Regions from separate parts of the Ovis aries genome. Here region 1 is linked to region 2. Evidence: chromatin contacts called from public Hi-C data. All regions are on one chromosome and are shown on one strand. The core of a region is the stretch at or near the end of the contact, and the rest is flanking DNA. Distances in the headings are between cores, read along the strand shown. Region 1 has its middle 15 kb from the start of FEM1A. Region 2 overlaps KDM4B (lysine demethylase 4B).

Region 1 (2,700 bases), core at 171-2,670, 160 kb after region 2:
GTGCTCACATGCGCCCTCTGGTGGCTGCTGCAGGGAGGGCAGACTGGAGAGCGAGGCAGAAGCTGCGAGTCCAGGCCAGTGAGGCTGGGGGCTAGACCCCGGTGGAGGGAGAAGAGGGCACATTCAGAACGTGAGCTTTTATTTCGTCCCTGAAATGTTGTGAGTCACAAGTCACAGCCCTTTTCTGGGCTGCATCTTTCTCACTTGTGCCATGGACCTGGCAAGCTTCGGTCTGGAACTCTGGTAGGTACATCACTGCATCAACCCAAATGTATTTAAAAGATGATCGTTTTGAAAGCCCTGAGCTGAGGGCTTCACGTAGTGGATGGCACCCCAGGTGGCTCAGTGGTGTAGAATCTGCCTGCCAATGCAGGAGACATGAGTTTGATCTCTGGGTCGGGAAGATCCCCTAGAGGAGGAAATGGCAACCTGCTCCAGTCTTCTTACCTGGAAAATTCCATGGACAGAGGAAACTGGCAGGCTAGGTCCATGGGGTGGCAAAGAATTGGACATGACTGAGTGACCGAGCTTGCAGGCCTGCACTCACTTCATTCTCTCAATGGCCATGGGAACTAGAAACAGTGTTCCCAGTTTACAGATGAGGAAACTGAGGTCAGGAGGGGTGGCGTCATTTATCTAAGGTCATACAGCTCACAAGCAGTCTTTGGGGGCAGGATAAGGAGCCAGGTGTCTCTCTACTGGATTTTAGCAGCTTGTGAATTTATGGCCTTGATTTCAAAAAATTCTTTGAACTATTCCTGTTCACTTCATTACTTGCTAATTTCTGGCTTCTCCACTACAGCCTGCCCACCCTGAGGGAGCTTGGGGCTGATCTGTCTTGGTCACTGCAGCATTTTCAGAACCCACCGCAGACCATGGCACACAGTAACTGTTCAGTAAAGTGAATCCTTTTGACTGACAGTTGGTGAGCACGTACTGTGGGCAGATCCTGCTGAGCACTGTGGTCACAGGCCTGGTCCCTGCCCCCATGGAGCTTACTGGGCAGTAAGTGGAGAGGATGTGGGTTCTTCCATCCATTTAGCCAACCGACATTTATTGAGCTGCTACAATGTGCAGGCCCTTGGACACAGGGCTGACTGAGTGGTCACCCCCTTAGGTGACCTGAGACACCTCTGTGCTGTCCTCCCAGGGGTCATGGAGCAGTTTCAGAGACAGAGTTACAGGGTGGTCAGGACTGTGACAAAGTGTAGGGGGCTCAAAGGGGATCCTTGACCAGCCTAGGGGGGGATTAAGAGGACCTTCTGGAAGGAGGAAGTCAGCTGACACCAGAGGCTTATGTCAGAATGAACCACTGGTGGGCAAAAGTGTCCCTGGGGTTGGGCACAGCACTGGCAAAGGCCTGGAGGAGAGACCCTGTAGGAACGGTCAACTTCACAGGAGGCCACGATTCCTGCTGCTCCAGCGCCCCCTGGTGGCGACCTCCGGCTCAGAGACCAGCCCACCTCGCATGGCTCCATGGGCCTGGGGGTGCTTCCTCTAGGCCAAACAGCCCTGAAGGGAAAACAGAGGAGGGGCTTGCCTGGTGGTCCAGCAGTTAAGAATCCACCTTGCAGTGCAGGAGACACTGGTTTGATCCCTGGTCCGGGAAGATTCCGTATGCTGTAGAGCCACAACTACGACCAGCCACAACTACTGAGCCCGAGTGCTTTAGAGCCTGTGCTTGGAAACAAGAGAAGTCACTGCAATCAGAAACCTGAGTGCTGCAACTCGAGAACAGGCCTGCTAGCCATAGCTAGAAAAAGCTCTTCTGCAGGAGCAAAGACCCAGTACAGCCGCCCCCCGAAAAAAAAGCAAAAGGGGAAGTTTTTCCAATTTTTTTCCCTTTTTAAAAATCTAAAGCTTGAATTTATTTCCTATGAGAGTTATCTTATTTTTCAGTGTACACTTCAGTGGTTTTTAGTATAATCAATATATTGCAAAGTCATTACCAATTCCAGAATGTTCTCATCACTTCTTAAAGAAGCCACATCCCCAGTAGCAGTCACTTGGCAGGGCCCTCCTCAGCCCCTGGCAACCATGAATCTGCTGTCTGTCTCTGGACGTTTCGTATCAATGGTATCACACAGTATATGGTCTGTGGTGTCTGACTTCTTTCACTCGGCAGAGCAAGAGCATGCATTCTTAGGCCGCCCCTACTGTCAGGAGCATGGGCTAGTGCTGTTTGCTTGGTCTTACTCTTTTTCATGGCTGCATAGTATTCTCCCCCCTCAAAGCCCCTTCATAACCAGTATGAGAAGCACTCTTGGAAGCTGGATAGCTAGAGCAGTGGGGTGCCTCGGGGTTGATCAAGCCATCCATTGCAGGGTGGAATAAAAATAGAAGAAATCATACTTTTATTTTTTATTTTCTGGTTGCACCATTCCCACCCAGTGATGGCTGTGGAGTGTCGAGGCTCTCCCCTTAGGTGAGGTAATGGACAAACACATGCCTGGGCAGAGATGTCCACCAGGGTGCTGGTGTGGAGGTCTGCAGACAGCCCGTGATGAAGCAACCAGTGTCTTGTTTCTTCTAGAAGCATCTGCTTCCTGTTCAGGTCTGGCTCTGTCCTGGGCCTTTGCCAGAGGTCGTGATGCTGGTTACCCTGACCCATAACCAGGCCAGACAGGCCCTCGCTTGGGAAAATGAAAGTCTAGTGGAGTCAGAAGAAGGAAGTTTCTGGAGGCTGTGTAGCCACCTCCT
Region 2 (2,700 bases), core at 130-2,629:
CACGCCCTCGGGGATCCTGGTGCCCAAAACAGTGCTGGGCTTGGGGAAAGAACGTACAGGTGTCCTTAATAAATAAGGGGCTCAAGGAGCGGATTAATGGGTGCCTCATGGGCCCCAAGTCCCGGGGCGGGGGTGGGGTGGGTACAGGGCAGCAGCCATGGAAAATGGCTACAGGGCCAGGGGTCACTCACCTTGGCCAGGCCCGCCCGGTGGGCCCCCTGGGACTCAATGTAGGCCACATATTTGTTGAAGTCCTTGAACTCCTCCATGGTTGGGCGGAACGTCATGATCTTACAGCTTGGGTTCTGGGCCCCATGATCCTCAGACCCCATGGCTGCGGCGGGGGGATGGCCACACCTGTGAAGAGACAGAGGACGTCAGCACCACCATTGCCAGCCGGCCCCCTGGCCCCCACAAGGGCCCAAAGCACCCTACCCAAGGACAGAGGCTGTGCAGCTGAATGGGGCCCAGGGGAGCCAGGGCTGCTTCATCTCCCACACAAAAGACCAAATGACTTCAATTAATTACAAAGAGAGATGACTCGTCCTAAGAGCCCCTGCGATGCTGGAGGCCTGAGCCCCCATTTCAAACAAGGGGCCCTGGAAATAAAAATCTTTTCATATCAGGGCCATGTCCAGATTCACTGACATTGATCATGGAGCTGGAATCCAGGGGCAGCGGCATGGGGCAGACTGGAAAAGGGAGTAAGGTCATATGTGTGTGTTTCCTGAATAGGGAAGCCCTCCTCAGGCAGGGCCACCATGGGCAAGGAGGCAAGCAGGCAAGCAGCGCCTGGGTCCCTCAAGCAATGGGCCAGCTGCTGTCAGGGAGCCCAGGCCCCAGCGACCCATGCAAGCGACCCACAGGCTGCACAAGGCAGGACCCGAAACCAGGAGAGCAGAGCCCCATCACCCCGGGCTACAGCCAAGCCTGGACCACGTGGCATAGAGGGGGAGAGTCAGTGGGGTGGGAGGACCTCCTCCAGGTGACAAGGCTGCAGGCTAGAGAGGCCCATCCTGTTTTGAGAGTCACAGGGACCAGCAGGGAGGCTGTGGCCCATTCTAGTCAGGGAGACACTTGAGGGATACACAAAGGGGGAGGGTCCCTGTTGGCAGATTAAATTCTCCGAAGAAGAGAAAACCAGACTCGCTCCAGGATGTGGACAAGGTAGGAACCCCAGTGCACGCACACCCAGAACTCAGAGGAAAACTCACCAAGCCCACACTCCCACAAAGTGAGTAGGGGCGGGGGGGGGGGGGGGGGGGTGAGAAGGGCAGGACTCCTGCCTGTCTGGAAAGTGGCAGGCGGTGTCCATTCACCAAGTCACAGCCACCAGCTCTCCAAATACACTCCCCACAGTGGGCACTAGAGGGCACCACAGGCCCAGGAACAGCCGCCAAGCCAGGCAGCTCCTTGGAACCAGGCTGGGCCCTGGGCCACCCCACGCTACACTTGGGCGTACAGGGCAGGGGCGGGGGCGGCAGGCAAGGCCCCGCTGTGACGGTCACACTCACGGCTGGCAGAACTGGTACAGGCTCTGGGGGTCCTGGCACACACAGGGTCACCACTGTATCACCAAGCGGGGAGCCCACCCTTCCTCAGGGACTGCCCCCCATCCCTGCCCCACATTGTTGGTGGGAGATGAGCCCAAGCAGGACACCTGTCTCCCCTCAAGACCAGCCTGTCCTGCGCAGGGTGGGGTGGCCCCAGGGTCCTGCCCACCCAAGCGCCCTCCACTTTCCCATCAAGGGGCGGGGATGCGAGCAGGTGGAGCTTCCTACAGCTGCACCCAGCAAGAGCCCCGGCTTCTCCACCCGCCACCGCCATGTAGGTTCAGCTCAGCAGGGAGGCGAGTGTGAGGTTTTTCCTCTTATTCGTGCCCTTTGCAATGAAGCTTTCAGTAAGTAAATATGAAAAAGAAAATTAAAACAGTTTATAATCCCAATACTCCATAACCCGTGGCACGTTTCTTTAAAGGAGGGCAAATGAAAATCAAACACGTGCTTACTTAAAAAGATAACAAAAGGAATCTGACTGAAATCCAGCCCTGGGCCAACCTTCTGGGAACACAGGGGGACCGAGGACCCCCCATGAGGGAACTCACAGAACAGTCCAGAAAGACGGACACACTCTTGACCAGACCATGCCGTGGCAAGACAAGCGGGGTTCTAACGACTCAGTCGTGAACAGACAAGCAGCACAATTAAACAGTGGGCAAAGGACTCGAACAGACATTTTTCCAAAGAGACACAGATGGCCAATAAGCGCATGGAAAGATGCTCGAGGCGGTCAGCCACCAGGGAAAAGCAAATGGAAACCACAGAGAGATACACCTTGCCCTCAGCAGCCAGAGTGAGAAAGCAGGTAATGACAAGGGCAGGCGAGGAGGCGCAGAAACAGGAAGCCCGACTCCCAGCTGGCCTGCCGCTGGGGAAAACAGCCCGGCAGTTCCCCGAAGTTAAATGTGGCACTGACCGCACAAGTCAGCAATCCTACCACTAAGTACCCACCCAAGAAACATCTGTCCACACAAAAACTTATACACAGATGTCCACAGCAGCACGACTCACAGCAGCCAAAAGTTGGAAGCACCTCGAGTGTCCATCAGCAAATGAAGGTACACAAACCAAGCCCCTCCACTCAGCGGCACGTTGGGAGCGTGGCTCAGCCACGGAATGAAAGGAAGCCCTGACACCTGCC

What was found. Hi-C and Micro-C count contacts between places; a contact is called where the count stands out from the background.
Region 1: a Hi-C map of hypothalamus shows a contact between it and region 2, with 6 times the contacts expected there. The contact joins two enhancer-like sites. A contact is called at or near these places in 5 of 16 Hi-C or Micro-C datasets (blood, hypothalamus, muscle and 1 more).

Annotation. Positions count from the first base shown.
Region 1 is chr5:17,159,016-17,161,715 of ARS-UI_Ramb_v3.0, forward strand. No RefSeq gene overlaps it. Among named protein-coding and RNA genes, the nearest start is that of FEM1A, 15 kb to the right of the region's middle. Within about 2 kb of position 1,421, at least 21 of the 54 cell types and tissues checked have an H3K27ac peak or open chromatin away from gene starts, as enhancers often do. A contact at or near this core is called in hypothalamus, where this site is marked.
Region 2 is chr5:16,996,667-16,999,366 of ARS-UI_Ramb_v3.0, forward strand. KDM4B (lysine demethylase 4B) reads right to left here. Exons shown (of 23, transcript XM_042250113.1): 2 at 192-357. The coding sequence starts at 332. Among named protein-coding and RNA genes, the nearest start is that of KDM4B, 34 kb to the right of the region's middle. Within about 2 kb of position 1,380, at least 13 of the 54 cell types and tissues checked have an H3K27ac peak or open chromatin away from gene starts, as enhancers often do. A contact at or near this core is called in hypothalamus, where this site is marked.